Linked DNA regions of Oryza sativa: region 2 is linked to region 1. The links are chromatin contacts, called in public HiCAR-type maps. All regions are on one chromosome and are shown on one strand. The core of a region is the stretch at or near the end of the contact, and the rest is flanking DNA. Distances in the headings are between cores, read along the strand shown.

Evidence for each region. HiCAR-type assays count read pairs that join an accessible place to other places.
Region 2: a HiCAR-type map of leaf shows a contact between it and region 1, with 2.0 times the contacts expected there. The contact joins the promoter of LOC4343386 here to the promoter of CPK19 in region 1. A contact is called at or near these places in 1 of 15 Hi-C or Micro-C datasets (seedling) and 1 of 4 datasets of contacts at active chromatin or transcription factors (leaf).

The regions. Positions count from the first base shown.
Region 1 is chr7:19,997,936-20,003,022 of ASM3414082v1, forward strand. CPK19 (calcium-dependent protein kinase 19-like) reads right to left here and starts at 3,721. Exons shown (of 9, transcript NM_001403101.1): 1 at 3,259-3,721; 2 at 1,506-2,289; 3 at 1-21. The coding sequence starts at 2,223.
Region 2 is chr7:20,159,535-20,164,740 of ASM3414082v1, forward strand. It overlaps LOC4343386 (18.8 kDa class V heat shock protein-like), which reads left to right and starts at 3,119. Exons shown (of 2, transcript NM_001403103.1): 1 at 3,119-3,412; 2 at 3,498-4,038. The coding sequence starts at 3,193. The coding sequence ends at 3,799.

The sequences.
Region 1 (5,087 bases), core at 2,471-4,970:
CAATGTCTCTATACATTTTTCCTGATATTTGAAGGAAGTCAATATACATGAACAACAGGATATATGGTATGCAACAATTATGGTTTAGATAGTAATAATGATAGAAATGTTGGAAACTTGGGATATTATAATATTGATCATAAAAAATATACATAGTTTGTCACATCGAATTCTATTTGGTTAATGAATCAGACAAAATACAAATTGATGAAGGCTGGTGCTTGCATTTTAAAAAGAACATGATAAACTGTCAAGATAAAAAATGTGAATGTAAAGAGAGAGGGAAAATGGCTCAGCTCACACACAATCACAGCGGGCCAATATCAATTAAATAAACCCTAGATGATAACTGGGAAGGATTACAGAGAATGGAAGGTGGTTAGGGCTTACTACACATTCCCCACACACCAAATATAGAAGAGAGTATGCCAAAAAATAGAGATTACATGCTATCTTTGACAAAAAAAAAATCATGTAACGCAAAGCTGTAAAATAAATCATGGCAGTATTTTGTATTCAGGGTCGGACATGCAGACCGGCAGTGATGAAAATGTACAAGGAAAGAAGAGAAGACAGGAAGTTAGGAACTATCTCTGCCTCCATCACATCCTCATCACTACCACCATACCATGCCATACCACTACCAAAAGAACATCATTATTTGGTAACTAGTCATGTGGAAAAGTTTCCATGCTTTCCCCACATTTGAAAAGCAGGAAGCTTAAAGCACATTTAGGTGTTATTTGCAACTACCCAGCACCAGCTACCAGCATCTGCAACCCCACCACCAAAATATAATACTTTAAATTTGTTCAACTTAGTTTTCAGGTAGCATAAAAGCTCTAATATATTTGTCAATGTGTACAATAGTTATACACCTCCCCAAAAGTAACAGCCAGTGACAACTAGTTTGCTATCATTTACATCCCATTTGCATCTTTCCACTACTTGGAGTCGATAACAATCAATGGTCAAGCAGTCTTAACCTCAGTGGCTAGGGAGGACTTTCTCATATGAGCTAATACAACAGATGGTGCTTGCTACATCATCCTCCATGCCTTTAAAGAATGAATACCTTGGAATGGCACTATGGCAGTAATAATAACATGGTGCTAATAATTTCATTTTACCAATAAATTTTGTGGAACCATGTCATTTATAGAAACAGATGTCTCATATCATACAAAGATGCAGATATTAGGTTGAAGGATACAAGGATAAATATAGATGTTGTAACGACCAACCCAAAAACAGCAACTTTAGCTGTCTCTGTGAATCCTAAGTAGGTTTGTGAGACAACTTAGAATTACGATATGATTCAAGTCACAAAACGGTGGCCCATAACATACCGTGATAGGCAAATTCTCCATAATTCAGAATAAACAAAATGAAAAACTTTTCAAACTAGAAATATGGCCATTTATGAAATTCTAGCCCTAGCAATATAGCCTGTACAGCAGAAGGTGTAATTCTCAAGCATATGCATCTTAAATTATTCAAGTTACCTTCTTCAATGAAAACTGAGAGACCAAAATCAGTGGCTTTGAGCATTGCATTCTCTTCTTTGGTTGCAAGTAAGAAGTTCTCCGGTTTTAAATCACGATGCATCACTCCCATAAAATGGCAAATGTTGACAACATTCACCACTGCCCTGCAGATGGTAGCAGCCGCACGCTCTGAGTAGTGCCCCTTGGCAATGATCCGATCAAACAGCTCCCCACCAGCGCAGAGCTCCATGACAACATGGACATTGCTCTTGTCCTCATATGCTCCCCGGAACTCGACAATGTTTTGTTGTCCAGATAGGTGCTGCATGATCTGAATCTCCCGGCGAATGTCCTCCTTGTCGGCCTTGCTCACAAGCTTGCGCTTAGAGATGGATTTGCAAGCATACTGCTTACCACTAGCGATCTCCGTGCACAGGTATGTCACCCCAAACTGTCCCCTTCCGAGTTCCTTTCCAAGGGAGTAAACCGAGCGCACATCGTCATACGGCTTTCCAAGAATTGTGTCTGGGGTGGGCTTCGGTGGGGCAACCACAGGTGGGACTACCGGAGGGTTCATTGCTGATGGTGTGTACCTCACCTCAGCTGGCGGCGGCGGCTGAGGATGGTTATAGCTAGGAGTTGTCTGAGCAGGTTTTGTCTGGTGAGAATAGCCATAACCGTTTGCTCCTCCTCGACCAGAATCTGGAGACGTAGCTCTGCTGCAACACGACCCCATTTTTAGTCAAATTCTCCCTAGCAGTTGTAGGCTTGCAAATTTGTTACTCCGCAAACGAGATCAACCCTGCAAGCAGAACCCAAGAAGGAACACTTTATGTCAGAATTAAGCGAGCCAATTAACAAAGATTTGCGCTGAATCAAAGGACTAGTGTGAAAACTAAGCGAATCCAACCAACAAAAGATTCATGCACAAACTCATCCCTCCGCAGAAGCAATGAAAGAAAAAAAAAAGGAAAAATGATCCAAATACTGGATCTACCAGCAAACCAAACAATAAACTCAACACACAACATCAGAAGGGGAAAACAAGCAACGAAAAGGAAAAGAAAAGAAATGCCTTTGACAGCATATTGACCTCAATCTACTCCCAGTCACAGCCCAGGACCGCATGAAATTCGCATGAACTGAGGAACAAGGTAGATGGCGAGTCCCCCTTTGGTGACAGTGGAAGCAACCATAGGAGATAAGGGCACAAGGGTACACGCAAATTGGGCAAAAGGAGACAAATAAAGCAGCATCTGAAAGCAACGGGACCAGCAAGGCACCCAGCGGCAAGAGAGAGAGAGGGGGAGCTAAACCACTCACGATCGCTATCGTAAAAATTGATCCTTTACACGAGGAGGAAGCGATAATAAACAAGGTACAGTGAACTAGAGCTTCGTCCTCTCGTAATAAAGAAAGAAAGAAAAAACTGTAAATTCACCGATTACTTGTTCGGTAAAAAATTACTGTCTGCATCAGAAATCTACTGAATCCAAGAACATAACCCATGAAACTGCTAAAATCGAGCACTTGTGGACATGTGAGGCGCTCCAGTAGCTTTGCACCGCTCCCAGATCCAAAAGGGCCAAGATTTTTCTCACAGTTGGATCAAATCCTCAATCACTGAACCTCCTTCCAAGAAGAACAGATTAACTCCTAATAATCTCTGCAACGAAAAACAAATCCGCGAGACTACAAGCCTCTCGAACCAAACAAACCAAGAACCGAAAAACAGAGAGACGCGTACCCAAGCGAAAGGAGGGCGCCTAACCTTTCCCAAACCAACCAATCCAACAATCCAAGGAGCACAGCCACCGCCCCGGTAGTGTCAGCTGGTACAAGAATCCGCGGTGGCGCAAGAACAAGAAGAAGGAAGAATCAAATCTCGGCGTGGGGGAGGACAGCTCGGCGCGGCGACCGCGTGGTGGTGGTGGTGGTGGTGGGGGGGGGGGGGGAGGTGGATTTGGAGCTGGAGAGAGGTGGTGATCCTCGATCGTGACAGCGACTACTAATGGCGATGCACACGGCGCACGAATCGGGAGACCACGCGAGGAAAACAATGAGGAGAAAAAGAAGAGCGCAGCTGCCTGCCAGCTGCAACTGGGTTTGGGTTTGTTGAGAAAGAAGAAAGAAGAGGAAAGCTTGCAGTTTCAAGTTGCTTCCTGCTCTGCTCGTGTGTTTTTTTTTGCAGTTTTGGTCCTCTTGGAGATGGAAAAGGATCAAAGGAAAGGAGTGGTAGTTTTCCATAAGAGTCCCTCTAATTACTACTCCCTCCGCCAAAAAAAACAAATTAGGATTAGATGTGATCTATTCTAATACAATAAATCTAGACATATATACTCCTTCCGTCCCAAAAAAAAAAAAGCCAATCTAAGAGATGTCACAACAACGAATCTAGACAAACAACGAATCTAGACAAAGAGATGTGTAGATTCGTTGTACTAGGAGAAATCATATCCCCTCCTAGGTTGGTTTTTTTGGGACGGAGGGAGTATGTCCAGATTTACTGTATTAGAATGTATTACATCATCAAGTATTATGTTGGTTTTTTATGGGACGGACGAGTAGATTAGTTCTATAGAAATTAGGACTGTGGTTGAGCAGATTTTGAGAAGCACCAGATAGAAAATACCTAACTTCTAGATATCATCATTTTCTACGGGGAAAAGTCCAAATATCCCCTAAAAAATTTTGGGTGGAACTGTAGAAGCCCACGCAAACTGAACTTTGAAATCGAACATTCAACTCAGTAAACTTTACGACACCATTTATATAACTCCATAAGATGTTTTTGCACAGTAGTGTTTATGTTCAATTACATGACATACACATTAAACATGTATATTAAAATCTACACTTAGATCTTTCTTTTTATCCCTTGTTAGCTCTCACAAATACGAACATAATAATAATATTGATATCATTGTATAAGTCTAAATTATACAACTTGTAACTGATAATATGCAAAATGTTATATTAGATATTCAAAGTTGTTCGATTAAGATTTCAATATATGCAAAACCACCTTAGACGGTAATATGAATGGTATTGTAAATTTTAGGGGGTTGGATGTCCAGTTTAAAGTTCAAGGTACTAGATGGACTTTCATCTAAAGTTTAGACGGTAATATGAACGGTATTGCAAATTTTAGGGGGTTGGATGTCTAGTTTAAAGTTCAAGAAGGTGCTAGATGAACTTTCATCCAAAGTTTAGAGGAGTATTTAGATTTTTCTTTTTCCTTTTCTATATTATATAACTACAGTGCCTTATATAATTTAAGACGAGAGATAGTCCCTCGTCATTTGCTCGACGGTAAAGCTCTGGAGAAAATAAACGAAGAATTACAAAAATATGAATAAAAATTTTCTAGATGTTGTTAGTGATTTAAAAGCTAATATAAAAAAATAAACTATGATGACAAGTCTGTCTTTGTTTTATTATTGCTTACGAGACAAGTAAAAAGTTCATATAAATAATTTGTAAATATCAATCTTTAAAATTCGAAATTGCTTGAATAATAATAATAATAATATAAAAGAAACAAATGTGGCCAAACTACAATAAATATATATTGTTGTATCCGACAATGAAGTATAATGA
Region 2 (5,206 bases), core at 1,869-4,368, 160 kb after region 1:
TATAAAGTCGGTCCAACCACTTTAAAATTTATAATTTTCAAGTTAATCCAATTATTCAGAAAATTATAGCAATAATAATATTTAAAGAAAAAACTACGAATTTTGAAAATAACTGCATATTTAGTGCAACAATTTACTACAGTTATTGCAACGATCAGAAAACATGCTATAGCATACAGGTAAAACATTAACTAAAATAGTATGAGGTTGCTTTTGTTTCATTAAATGTTCTAACTAGTAAGGTGCGAAACATCACACAAAAGGAGCATTTGTAAAAAGAAAAGTTGTGCATGATCCATAAAATTAGTGAAACATCAAAAAATATTTGATGCAATATCTAAACAAGCAAAGTGAAACATTAAAATACAAGTGATGAAAAAAAGTCTACAACTGGATAATCATCGTTCAATAGAACTTAACATGTCATAATTTAGACCTTGTGCTAGGTTAGATTAGGCATTGAATATGTAATAATTGGACTTAAAGTTGGATTAGTGATGGAGGGTTGAGTTAGTTCAAACCCTTTAACCTTTTGTAGAGAAGACATGAGTGAAGGGAGGATGTAGAGAATTAGGGCTGGTAACCTAGGCTTAGCCCTTCAAGATTTCATAAAAAAAAGCATGAAATTTTTTTAAAGATATAAATAACCTGGATGTGATATATCCCTTGCTCCATCTATAGAGGAACACCACAATTTAACCATGGGTTGGGTGAAGTGTCCAAAATTTTGGCTCAACGCCTTTAACAACTATCATGTGCTTATATATTGTTATCTAGCTTTTCTAAGTTGATCAATGGTAAATTTGGGTCGGATAGTTGTCAGTATTTCATATTTTAACTAACTTTTATAACATACTCTACGAACATATGATCGGGTAGATTGTGTAGGAGGCATGAAAAGAAGCACTATTGCAAATTTTTAGGAGTGCATGTCAATTACCTTGTGAATACATATATTTAACACATGAACTCACTCGTTATTGTATCAACAAAGGCAAAAATTGCTATGGGATACCCAAAATACATGGTCTTTGTAGGAGTCATGAGGACATTGCAATAACATGGCTTTGCCCGTGGACACCCTAAAAATATTCACTTTTAGAGAGAGAAATTTCACAAAATGACTGTTTTGCCCATAGAATCAAACTTCTTTGCCACTAGATGTGCTTACTCCCTCTGAAGAGATGTGACCAACTATAACCCGGCGGCCACATCAGGCAGAGTCTTGCCACTTGCCTCTTGGGTTCAAGAAAGTGTGCAATGTGCAACATATCTAGGGGTGAAAATGGTCATTTCGTAAAAATCCTCTCTCTAGAACAAACAAAAATCATAAAATATTGCATGTGGTATCCTTCAATAAAAAACTAAAATTTTAGGGCGTTCATGGGCAAAGCCACATTCTTGCGATGTCCTCTAGCAAAGATCAAGTTATTTAGTGTCTTGTAGAAATTTTTGCCAAATTGGAGAAAAATTAGTTGACCAAGCTTTCACAAAGGAGTTAATGTGATTTTTTTGGAGACGATTAGGAATTGGATGTGTTCGGAGGTTTGCAAATCTTTGAATAGTGTTTCACCTTGTGCTAAAGAAATGTTGCAATGTATCATCACCAAAAAAAATGTTTCAAAATGAATTGTTTCCTAATATTTCATCATCCGTTGAAAAATGTTTCATCGCTTTTATCGAAGATGTTGCAATAAGATGCAACACTCAAGAACATTGACTACAACACCCAAAAACCGATATGTGCAACATTCAAAGATACCATCTGCAACATCAATTACCAGTGTAAGCAAGTACCAAAAAGACGGATTTGAAACGTCAACAAACATTGTGTGCAACATAAAAATAATCTACAACAATCCTCGCTAGCTTGACATTCCCACCAGCCTCACCTTCACTGACGATGGTGCCTCAAGTTCCACCCCGTGCACCGCCTTCTTGTGCCGCCACCACTGAGCTCGGGTCCACAACCAGCGATGGTTGCAGCTCCTCATGACACTGTTGCCGCATCGGCAAGCTCAGGGTACTCTCCGATGACTGTTGTACCTCCTCCTTGTGGCGCCGCGTCTGGTGAGCTTGAGATCATCTCTGAGAATAACACCTTCTGCTCTGCTCAGTGCACCTCCTCCTCTCAGTGCCGCCACCGCCACCACTGGTGAGTTAGGGTACTTATGTGCTCAGGGCCTTCTTCAGCGACATCGTCTTCCTCTGCTCCGAGGGCTTGGCTCACTTTTCTAGATTGCTATTTGTTGGAATATGATAGAGGTGGGGAAGGGAGAAGAGGGAGAGAAGAAGACAGGGAAGGAGGGCGTCCGATGCCTCCGTTAGCGTTGGATGCTTGACCTAAAAAGTTTATGTGATTTTTCTGTTTCTGCTACATTATATTATAACCATTAATATATATGGACATCTTACCAACTTCTAGCTCTAGGTCTCCTGTTTATTCAATCGGTTCAAGTTGGATCATAATGTACGGCCGACAATGACCCATGAATCTACAAAAAGAAAAAAAACTTTTTTCCAACAAAAAATGACTTCACAATTTAATTCTTAGGTAAAATTCCAGTACACTCATTTTTCAGAAGATATAAATTCAGGTACTCTGCCCACACTCACACTCACACTCAGTTTGAGCCGTTCACCGTGGTAAGCTTAGATTAACAGTATATTGTTAGCCCTAAAAAAATTACCCTCCTTTTTAAAAAAGATACGTAGTAGTAATAGAATTTTTACTGGCTGGAGCCATGGACAGAGGTGAAACCAAGATATTTGCAGACAAAGCCGTCTTTTTTATTCAACAGCTCTATCTTTAGATTTATTCGTGAAATAAACCAAACAACATATTTGTAAGCGAAAATAATATATAAATAAAACTTTTCTATACGTGTTCTTAGCGATAAAAACAAAGATTAAAAATAAATTTCGATGAAAAAAGTCTTAAAATCAATTTTAAGTATAAAATAAAAAATTTTAAATTTTAGCTGATAAGTATAGCGAAAAGATGAGTCTGCAGTACGCCGTCCCTTTCCGCACATGGGGACCTCACATGCAAGTTGGGAGGAGGAAATCGAGCCGAGCTAACCACAACTTGTTGGTTGCTGCAACAAGTTGCAATCTTGCACCCTTTCTCCGGCTATTTATGCAGCCGGAGAGTGACCGGGATGCGGACGCCGGCCGGAGAATCCGCCTGCCATGGATTATTACTACCCCATGGAGGAGGAGGAGGAGGTGCACGAGCGCCCAAGATTCCGGCGCCCGGTCCACCCGTGGCAGTGGCACCATTGGCAGAATCTCCTCGGCCTCCTCTCGTCGTCGTCTCCGTCTCCGGCGACGGCGGCGGCGGCGCAGAGGTGCAGCCATGTCAGCTGGGAGGAGACCGCCGCCGCGCACCTCTACTCCGCCAGCCTCCCCGGTAATCAATCAAAAACATCATCTCATCGAATCTTTTGGTGCTTTGATTTCCTTGATTGATACGAAGAGAGGAATGGTGGGGTTAGGTGTGAGGAAGGAGGAGATCAGGGTGGAGGTGGAGGACGCGATGTACCTCGTCATCCGCACCGAGCTTGATGACGGTGGCGATGGCGACGGCGGAGGCGGCGGTGGCCGGAGGAGCTTCGCGAGGAAGTTCCGGCTGCCGGCGATGGTGGACGCCGACGGCATCTCGGCGGAGTACACCCACGGCGTGCTCAGGGTAACCGTCCCGAGGCTGCATACGCGGGCTCGCCCCGTCGTCAACCTCGCCGGCGGCGGCGGCGGTGGCGGTGGCCCGGCCTGCGACCCCGTCGCCCGAGCAGCCTGATTAGTGATTCGATATCAATCAAGAAAATTACTTAATTACTTATTTAAGTTGCACTGTGAGCTTAGGATTGGGGAAGTAATAGCAGTATAGTGAACTGTACAATTCTCAGGCATTTCAGAATTTCAGAAAATTGCCAAATTGGCAGTGCCTGTTCGTTATCTTGTAGTATCAGTTGTTTTTTGTGCTATAGTACTCTATTTCTGTTCTGTCGCAGTAAAACGTGAAGGATTTAGTTTTGACTGTGCTGTTGTCAAGGAGATGATTTGTGCCTTTTGTGGTTGAGAATTGGAGATGGTTGGGTGTGGATATTGCCAAATCTTCTTATTTTGGTTACTGTTGGTGTGAGAAAGCTGATGGGCGATGACGGCGACGCTTATGGAAGGTGACGCGCACCTTTCCTCCTCCGACGACGTGATATACGGCGCCGCCGCATACTGGATACCGGGATTGGCCCAGCGGTGGCCTTGTCGGCGGCGCGTCGCCATTGCGGCCTAGCGTTAATGGGCCACAGGGTTGTGGTGATCCGATTCCGGGCCAACTACAATGGGCCTAATCGTTTCGGCCCAACTAGTATGGCCTGGCCAGCACGTTCGGCCATAATCACATGGAAAAAGTACATATGAGGTCCCTCGTATTGTTATTGGATTATAAAATCGTCCCCAACTGCAAAACCAGATATATATCATCTCTCAACTTACAACACGGGATCACTCTGGATCCTTAGGCAGTTTTGACCCTGATTTTATCCGACGTAGCAGCCGAGTCAGCGTGGGACCCACGTGTCAGGGTGTCCACGTCATCACCTTTCTCTTTCCCCTCTTCTCTCACTTCCTCCTCTCTCTTTCACTCTTCTCGTCTGGGTGGGCCGCTCGGCACGTGAGGAGGAGGCTGGTGGGCCGGAGCGAGATGCGGCGACCGGCACCGGACGACGCGACGGCGGCGGCAACAATGCGGGATAAGGGAAGGGCGGCGGCGGCGGCGGGAGCATGGGGGAGGCGAAGGGGGAGCATTGGGACAGCTATATACTCGTCTACCCCGACGCCGTTGCGGCGCGCCTGTCCCGGACGAACTCGTCCATCTCTGGGAAGTAGCCATCGTGGCTGACGGTGAGCAGCGCCTCCTTGATGTTGTAGATGTGGGAGGGGCTGTCGATGATGAGGCGGAAGTATTAGGGGTGGTTGTGGATATAGAGGATGATCTTGAGGTGGCCGTCGGGGAGGCGGGGGAAGCGATCGGCATTGCGGGGCGGGAGAGGAAGAGCACGCTCTGGCGCGAGAGGCGCGGAATGATGTCTGGGCCGAGCAGGATCTTGCACTGCAGGATAGTATGGTTGTTGGCACCGCCGCCGCCGCCGCGGACGAACGAAGTCGTGGTGGCTGGCGCAGAGGATGCAATCAGCGTGAGAAC